Regions from separate parts of the Muntiacus reevesi genome. Here regions 1 and 3 are each linked to region 2. The links are chromatin contacts, called in public Hi-C maps. All regions are on one chromosome and are shown on one strand. Each heading gives the region's core, a stretch centred on a gene start, on an enhancer-like site or on the middle of the called end of the contact. The rest is flanking DNA. Distances are from core to core; before and after follow the strand shown. Region 1 holds the start of RPS17 (ribosomal protein S17). Region 2 holds the start of FSD2 (fibronectin type III and SPRY domain containing 2). Region 3 holds the start of HOMER2 (homer scaffold protein 2).

The links. Hi-C and Micro-C count contacts between places; a contact is called where the count stands out from the background.
Region 1: a Hi-C map of muscle shows a contact between it and region 2, with 6 times the contacts expected there. The contact joins the promoter of RPS17 here to the promoter of FSD2 in region 2. A contact is called at or near these places in 2 of 3 Hi-C or Micro-C datasets (blood and muscle).
Region 3: a contact with region 2 is called in a Hi-C map of blood, with 3 times the contacts expected there. The contact joins the promoter of HOMER2 here to the promoter of FSD2 in region 2. A contact is called at or near these places in 2 of 3 Hi-C or Micro-C datasets (blood and muscle).

Annotation. Positions count from the first base shown.
Region 1 is chr15:21,222,050-21,224,960 of mMunRee1.1, reverse strand. It overlaps RPS17 (ribosomal protein S17), which reads left to right and starts at 1,472. Exons shown (of 5, transcript XM_065906188.1): 1 at 1,472-1,592; 2 at 1,880-2,031; 3 at 2,530-2,635. The coding sequence starts at 1,590.
Region 2 is chr15:21,458,884-21,461,583 of mMunRee1.1, reverse strand. It overlaps FSD2 (fibronectin type III and SPRY domain containing 2), which reads left to right and starts at 1,331. Exons shown (of 15, transcript XM_065906752.1): 1 at 1,331-1,639. WHAMM (WASP homolog associated with actin, golgi membranes and microtubules) reads right to left here and starts at 2,499. Exons shown (of 10, transcript XM_065906750.1): 1 at 1,771-2,499. The coding sequence starts at 2,373.
Region 3 is chr15:21,616,861-21,619,792 of mMunRee1.1, reverse strand. HOMER2 (homer scaffold protein 2) reads left to right here and starts at 1,458. Exons shown (of 9, transcript XM_065906038.1): 1 at 1,458-1,681. It overlaps RAMAC (RNA guanine-7 methyltransferase activating subunit), which reads right to left and starts at 1,305. Exons shown (of 4, transcript XM_065906046.1): 1 at 1,176-1,305; 2 at 403-451.

The sequences.
Region 1 (2,911 bases), core at 223-2,722, 240 kb after region 2:
CTTTATGGCAGAAAGTGAAGAACTAAAGAGCCTCTTGTTGAAAGTGAAAGAGGAGAATGGCAAAGTTGGCTTAAAGTTCAACATTCAGAAAACTAAGATCATGGCATCCGGTCCCATCACTTCATGGCAGATAGATGGGGAAACAGTGGCTGACTTTATTTTTCTGGGCTCCAAAATCACTGCAGATGGCGATTGCAGCCATGAAATTAAAAGACGCTTACTCCTTGGAAGGAAAGTTATGACCAACCTAGATAGCATATTAAAAAGCAGAGACATTACTTTGCCAACAAAGGTCTATCTGGTCAAGGCTATGGTTTTTTCAGTGGTCATGTATGGATGTGAGAGTTGGACTGTAAAGAAAGCTGAGCGCCAAATAATTGATGCTTTTGAACTGTGGTGTTGGAGAAGACTCTTGAGAGTCTCTTGGACTGCAAGGAGATCCAACCAGTACATCCTAAAGGAGGTCAGTCCTGGGTGGTCATTGAAAGGACTGATGCTGAAGCTGAAACTCCAATACTTTGGCCACCTGATGCAAAGAGCTGACTCATTTGAAAGGACCATGATGCTGGAAAAGATTGAGGACAGGAGAAGAGGATGACAGAGGATGAGATGGTTGGATGGCATCACCGACTCAATGGACATGGGTTTGGGTAGACTCCGGGAGTTGGTGATGGACAGGGAGGCATGGCCTGCTGCGGTTCATGGCGTCGCAGAGTCGGACACGACTAAGCGACTGAACTGAAGTGCTTAAAAAAAAAAAAAAAAAAGACAGTGCTACATAAATTGGAGGAAAAGCCCCTTGGGTAAGGTGACATTTGAGTAAAGATTCATAAGTGAGATAACTGTTTCCCAGTTGTACTTGTGTCCCCACCAGGCCACAAGGCTCTGAGCCATGGACTTGGTGGGGACCCTGTGTGCGAGGCCATCCCCTACCTTCTCACTTTTCCGTGCTTCCACTCGCTGCCGCTGTCCACCTCCTCCCCCCACCCCCGCCCCCCCAACACACCCACCACCCCCGGTGTATGGGGAAGAGATGCACCTCTCCTACTGCAAGCCGCTGGGGTAAAGTCAGCTTACTCAAACTCGTGTCCATCGAGTCAGTGATGCCATCCAACCATCTCATCCTTTGTCGTCCCCTTCTCCCGCCTGCAACCTTTCCCAGCATGGTCTTTTCCAATGAGTCCATTCTTCGCAGCAGGTGGCCAACAAAAGTATTGGAGTTTCAGCTTCAGCGTCAGTCCTTCCAATGAATACTCAGGACAGATGTAGAAGCTGTAGAAACCACTGTAGAAGGCTTAAAAAAAAAAAAAAAAAAAAAGGCTTTCAGACACCAGCCTAAGACGACATAGGCGGGGCGGAGCGGAAGGGCCTTGACCATCAGGGGGCGGGTCAACAGCTCGTTCCGCCTACCGGATGCAGACGAGCCGTCCACATTTCCATTCTATTTTGCCTCCGCCCCGCTAGGGGTCGCTGTGGTGCGCTGGAGTAGGCTCAGCGCGTCCCAGGCTAGGCGGAAGCGGCTTTCAGGCCTGCGCTTTATAGGTCTCTCTTGTGTTTCCTCTTTCCTCTTTTACCAAGGACCCGCCAACATGGTAGGTGTATTGGCTTCAAGTTCGTATCCACCAGAATCGTCCTCCATCCGCCGTTTCCCTCAGTTCCCAGCCCGTGAGGAGGCGCGCACTGCCCTGTGAGGCTGAAGCCTCCGTAGGTGACTGGTTTCCGCGTTGACCCCGCGCTCCAGTACTGCCCGGCCGGGCCTTTACTCTACCGGGCTCAGCCCCAGCTCACGAACCCAACTCGGGTCAGGGTATGACGCCGCGTTGTTTCCTGGAGCGGGGTGGTCCTGCCTCGCGAGTGACCCTATTTTCTCCACCCGCAGGGCCGCGTTCGCACCAAAACCGTAAAGAAGGCGGCCCGGGTCATCATTGAGAAGTACTATACGCGCCTGGGCAATGACTTCCACACCAACAAGCGGGTGTGCGAGGAAATCGCTATTATTCCCAGCAAGAAACTCCGCAATAAGATCGCAGGGTGAGTCGAGTCTGCGTTCGGCTTCCAGGGCCTCCGTGGCCCCGCGGGTGGGTCCTGGGAGCTGTGCATCTGTGGGGTTTCTTGGTGAAGTTGTCTTGTGTTCACGTTGCTGATACTTGGCTGTTTGACAGTGGCGCTTGGACGAAGTTAGCCCCAGTCGATCTGTGAAAGAGAATATTTAAAGATCTACTTGATATGCTGTTGTATTGCGTAAACTGGAACTGGAAGGAAAGCAGATGAGGGTTGGGAGGGATCGCGAAAGTTTGTTGGAGTATTTGGTGATTTTACAAACGAACATGAATTCAGAGGACAGGCATGCATGGTTAAGCGGAGCTGCGTGTAGAGGTTCTGTGTATGTAGAAGATTTTTAGAGTCAGGACTCCCAAGATGATGATGATGACTCTTCTCACTGCGGGAAAAGAACTGAAACTCCTACGTGCACATCCAGACGTGCTGTGTACCGTGGGGACCAATGTGTGTTCTTGGGGCGCTTTGTAGCTACGTCACACATCTGATGAAGCGGATTCAGAGAGGCCCGGTGAGAGGTATCTCCATCAAGCTGCAGGAGGAGGAGAGAGAGAGGAGAGACAATTACGTCCCTGAGGTAAACTTTCTGGGTCTTACTCTGGATCTCTGGTTTATCCTGAAAGATAGAAGCAGGTCCCTGAGAACCGTTTCGGGTACTTGATTTCCAGGGGGACCTCAGCTGCGTCTCCATAGACTCCTCCCCACCCCCAAGCAGCTGCGCTCTGCTTAGTGACCCAGTCGCGTCCGACTCTTTGCGACCCCTTGGGCTGTAGCCCGCCACGTCCCTGGGATTCTCCAGGCAAGAATAGTGGAGTGGGTTGCCAGACACTTCTATAGGGGATCTTCCCGACCC
Region 2 (2,700 bases), core at 82-2,581:
GATAAAGTGATCTATGTTCAGTAGTCATTTTATCCAGGTGTTAACAGTAGGATTATCCACCCCCCCCAAAAAAAGCAAAAGTTTCCCTCAAGAAAATTAAAACACGTGAAAAAGTAAACTTAAGACAATTCAAACTTCAAAACATTCAGTTTCACTTTCTATATTCTAGCAATGTTAGTAATTGGTCTAATTCTAGAATCAATTGCTTTCCTGTTCTAAATATGAGCTGAGTACTAAAATTATTACATGCACTTCCACGGATGCAGTGAATTTAAGCCCTCACCCCACCCACATGTTCCAGGTAAACAGATGAACTATACCAGTGTCAACAGCTAGCTTAACATTATGAACTATACTAGTGCCATAATACCTCTGAATGAACTCAAACTTGGATAAAGTGTATATACTTTTTACAATAGTAACATATGCTAGTTTAGGGGAAAACCACTTCTTTCTGTGAGAAACCAGGTGTCTGAAAAATAAGTGATTCAACATGGTAAAGCTGAAGATCAAAGGTTAACTAGCCTGAAACTGCCCTGTGGTTTCTTCATATTATCAAGTGGAATAAACCTAACAGAAGTGGGTGTATACAAAGCTCATTCTATATTTAGCTTAAGAGAATATAATTAAGATTTTGGAACGTGGATAAATTTTTCTTACACCTCCCCTTCCTCAAATGAATGCAGAGAAAAATCATTTTGATTAAGAACGACCTAAAGTGAGAAAGGGCTTCCCTGGTGGTGCGGTGGTAAAGAATCCGTCTGCAATGCAGGAGACGCGGGTTCGATCCCTGGGTGGGGAAGATCCCCTGGAAGAAGGAAATAACAAGCCACTCCAGTATTCTTGCCTGGGAAATCCCACGGACAGAGGAGCCTGGTGGGCTACAGTCAATGGGGTCAGACACGACTTAGCAACTAAAACAACAAATAGTGAGAAAGGGCAAGCGAGAGGCATGTCGGGGTGCAGCATAGAGAACTCAGTCTTGACTTAAGGACAGTCAATTCGTTGTGGATATATGAGCCATGTTTTCCTCTTAAGCCCTTTTTAAAATCCCCTTCAGTTCTGTAAATTTAGCGCTCAAAAAATGAATCGTTCAATCGCTCTAACAACCTCTTTCAAGCTTAAAACTGCTTTCCTATTGCTGCTCTTCCAAACTAATGAATACAGCTCATATTCTATCGGCTTTCCACTGGACCAAGTCTGTTTTGTTTTGTTGGCCCCACTGCGCATACGGGGTCTTGGAAGCCAGTGCCCCCTCGCAGAGAAAAACGGGGAGTTCTTTCCTTGGACTACCAAGGAAATCGCCTCACCAAGTCTTTCTTACCTCAAAAGCCTGGTCCCAGAAGTCCCTTCATCCTCTAACACATCTTGTCTCCCTTATGGGTCTTCCCCTCATACGCGGAACCTGCTTTTGGTTACATTCAGTCCTTGTTATCACTTCCTACACTCGTGGGATGTTTCTAGTTCCTCTTTCAGTATTCTCTGGCATTTCCGGTCACAACAGCCTGCTCCGCCAATATCTCCAGGGGAAAGGTTTAAGAGCCTACTCTGGCTCTGAACTGCGAATAAACTTTAACTCAGTCCTCTCGCCAGGCCCCGTGCGGGTTCCGCCGGAAGTCACCTCGCTGCTGCCCGACAGGTGAGGCACCTGCGAGGCTGCGCGCCCCTTCCGCGCATCACGCAGATAACGGGAAGGCCCCACTCTCGCGCTCGTCCCTCCCCAGGCAAAGCAACACGGAAAGGACCTGCGTGGGCCCGGCGGGCGCGTACCTGGCGCAGCCGCGCGCTCGCCTCTTCGCGCCGCGCGCGCAGGGCTCGCTCCCGGAATTCTCGCGTGCTCTCGCAATCGGCCGCGCAGCCCTGGCCGGGGAAGAGCGCGTCGCGCACCGCCGCGCCGCCGCAGCCGTCGGCCGCCTGGCCGAGGTAGCGTTCCAGCTGCCCGCACAGCTCCTGCAGCGCCGCCTCGCTCGGGCCCGCGGGCGCCGGCCACACCAGCGTCCACAGCCCGAGCCCCAGGCCCCAGGCCCCGCCGCCGCCCGCGTCTAGCTCCGGCGGCAACCGCGGGAAGCAGCGCTCGAGCGGCGGCCACAGCGCTGCCAGTTGCCGGTGCGCGCCGCGGAGCCCGGCGGCCGAGAGCAGGCCCGCCCAACTGGGCGGGGGCGCGGCGGCCTCGGGCGCGAGTTCGGGCCCCTGCTGGCTCCCCTTGCGCTGCCGCCGCCGCTGCGCCGTGCGGTCGTGACAAGTCACGGCGAACTTGCCCTCCACACCATTCCAGGCCACCAGGAAACGCAGCTGGTGCCGCTCGGGCTCGGCGAAGAGGTCCTCACGGACCGGCACCCAGCCCTCCAAGCTGTCGGGCTGCTCGTCCTCCATGGCCGCCGGCGGTCAGCGCCCGGAGTGCTTGGCTCCCCGGAGCCTGGTCTCGCACCAGCAGCCGCTGAACAGCCCGGACCGCGTCATTTTTCGCTGAACTGGAATTGGCGTCAGCAGCCCCACCACCGCCACCCTCGGCACTTTTGATTGGCTGTCTGCTGCCTGGGAGGCTTCCAACAACGCTTCCGCGATTGGATGGATGATAGATGGGAGGGTTCGCGACAACCAATGAAATGGTCAGGAGGTCGCCACTCGTGATCAATCCTTGTCGCAACCTTGTCCGGATCCTGGGGTTACCACTCTTTCCTCACCTTTTCCACCTATATA
Region 3 (2,932 bases), core at 209-2,708, 160 kb before region 2:
TACTACTGTTGTCCCAACAAAATTAAACAAAATTATTTGGATTAAAGAAACAGTATCTAGATGTTTTAACTTCTAGACATTAGAGTATGTCTTATTAAATACCAATGTGTCTGAGATTGGCAAACAGCTGTCAAAATTCTCAAATCCAAGGTATAGTTTATAATAGATTCAGCAAATTAAAACAGTGCCTCAATTTCTATAGTAATCACAGGAATCACCAGAAAGATGACCCAAAACTAACCAGAGGGGTGATAAAAATCATAAGGCAAGGCAAATGTGCTACTGTATTTTTATGTTCTCCCAGGATCCCCCTCCCATAAATAAGCAAATGTTTATCACCTTTATCATTATTGGTGAGGATGAAACTTAAATAGGATTTTCATTGATCCATGCTTTACTCACCTCAGGGGTTTGAAGCGGCTGTTCTGTTTAATGTTTAGATTGTGTAGATCTGTGGGAAGAAAAACAAAAAACTTGAATCCCTTGAAAGAAATCCTCAAAAGGTGTGTGCCGCGGGGACGGGAACCGTAAGGGTCTTGTTAATTAAGTGGTGGGATTAAAAGACTTCCGACGCTAATCTGAAAGAGGAAATTGGAGCTGAAAGTACTACCGAAGAGCTAGAAGATGCTACAAGACGTGTCCTCTGGGCCTTCAAAATCAATTCGAGCGTGAATAAAACTTGACAAAGTGTGTTCTTTTCTGTTAAAAAACCACCACCACAACAACAAACAAAGTACAGATGTGTACTCGAGACGGCTAGTTTCTAGGCCCTAAATAAAACCACAGGGAACTTTCCCTGTGAGTCACTAACCTCGGAAAGGACTCCCCAGAATGGGTTGTCATGCCCTGAGAGATGAACCCAGAGAATTAACCGACGAAGACACCGACTGAGAACCGCTGCGTTTCTCAGTTCTCTCTCGCAGCTTTGTCTGTTGGGCTTCTTCTAAAGCACCTCGGCGCCAGGTGCGAAGGAAATTAGAGGCCGTGAGGGGGAAGCGGCTTCTGGTTTCGCCAAAAAGTCTGGTCCCAAAACTGCAGAGCCCAAGGACACCTCGCCGGCCACTCAGTTCGGCCTGCCGGCCCGACTCCCTGTCCCCTGCAGCCCGAACGAACGACTCCTCCGCCCAGGACTGTGTCTATCCAGCTCAGGGCTCCGGATGCGCAGGGAAACCTACCTCCGGTCCAGGGCGCTGGCACAGGACCCCTGTATACACGCCTCCACCTCTCCCAGGTAACAGAGCCACTTCGGCCAGAATTCGACCGCCTCTCGACTTCCGCTTCCGGCGCGCTGAGGCCAAGGCAGGCCTGTGAAATCTCGCGGGATCTCCGACTCTGTATTTTCCGCAGTTTTTTCAAAGATGCTGCTGGCTCGCCCGGGGCTCTGCGAGAGTAGTTAGGTCGGACTAGAAGTGTTGATGCTTTCCGTGCGCTTCCAGCCGGCCTGGTGACTGGCAGGAAGAGACGCATCGCTGTATTTTGAGCCCCCTTAATTTGGAACCGGCGACGGCTAGGGATGAAAGTTCTGGAACTTCTTAGCTGAGAAGGGCGGGAAAAGCTGCTTTTGGCCGCCGGCGCCGAGTCTGCGTGAGGAACTTGAGGCGATTGCCTGCCGCAGAGTAGGCCCGAGGGGATCCCTTCAGCGATGCTACAGCTTTCACTCCTGTTCCGGCGAACCTCAGTAGTAAGATTTCTCTGGTCCGTTTTGTACCTGTTTTTGCCGAAACACGGCCCCGCTCTGCTCCAGCTTAAGTCGTCAGTACCCAGCTCCCTTCAGGAGTCTTGTCCGTTTCTTCTGGAATGTTCGTAGGTGTATAAAGGCTGACTGTTTCGCAGTGTGTTTTGGCCTCCTTCATCCCGAATTGCTTTCCAGAGTGGCTCCCGCATTTCCTTAATACTCTTATGAGTTTTCAGCTTGGAAACATCAATGTTTCTATTTGATGCCATTTCTGTTTTCCCCGTTGATACTGACCAGCGTTCTTGGCCTTTCTCAATCAATAGAAATTGACTAGAGACAAGAAATTCAGGGGAGTCTCTGTAGAGGCTCATCTATCTTGGGATGTTGAAATTCTGTCCTTTAATTAAAGCTGAATGAAATAGTAGCTCCATCTAGAAATAAGTTTTCCTACTGAGTGTTCATTATGCTCTGGGAACCATTCTTAATCTGTTCATTAAGTACTAGTTTCTCGGTTGAAACTAAAATTATTTTTGTACAAGTCTTGTTTCCCTTCGAGACCATAATCATTCATTTCTGCTTCCTGAGTGTGTAATGTAGTGTACTGTATAAAATAAGCACTCAGTGTTTGTGGAATGAATGATGAACTGTGAATGTTCCAATCCACGTTTTACAGACACTATCCTGGCTCAAGTATGAAAGAGAGTATGGATGGGGAGATAGGATAGTCTTGGTGTTCGGTAATAAAGGTGAGAGCAGAAAGACCAAGATTACAATAACTGAGTGGTATAGTAGCCAAGTGGATGATGGGAGAAAAGGATCAGGAAGAATCAGAAAAGACTCCCAATTTTTAAGTCTTGGGAAATTGTAACTGAGAAGGGATGTGCATAGCATGTGTTGAGCTAAAAAATGAGCTCAGAGCTCAAAAAAGATTTGTAGAATTTGAGATAGTAGTGAAATATTCAGAAGAAAAATCTTAAGAGGGTTTTAGAAATACATGACTAAAGCTGTTGAAAGAGAGGCTGTACCTAAATAGGTAAATGTGTGAGTCATCCGTGAAGAAACAACAGTTGAAAACATCAGTGTTTATGATCTTTCCGAAGGAGAAAGGATTTATAGAGAAAAGCAGAAGGCCAAAATCCACAGCTCAGGAAATAACCCATATTTAGGAAGAGGGAATAGGAAATAATAAACTTGAAGGGGAAATTGGAATAAAGATGAGTAGCAGTGTAACAGTTGAAAAACTCAGGCAAATGCTTG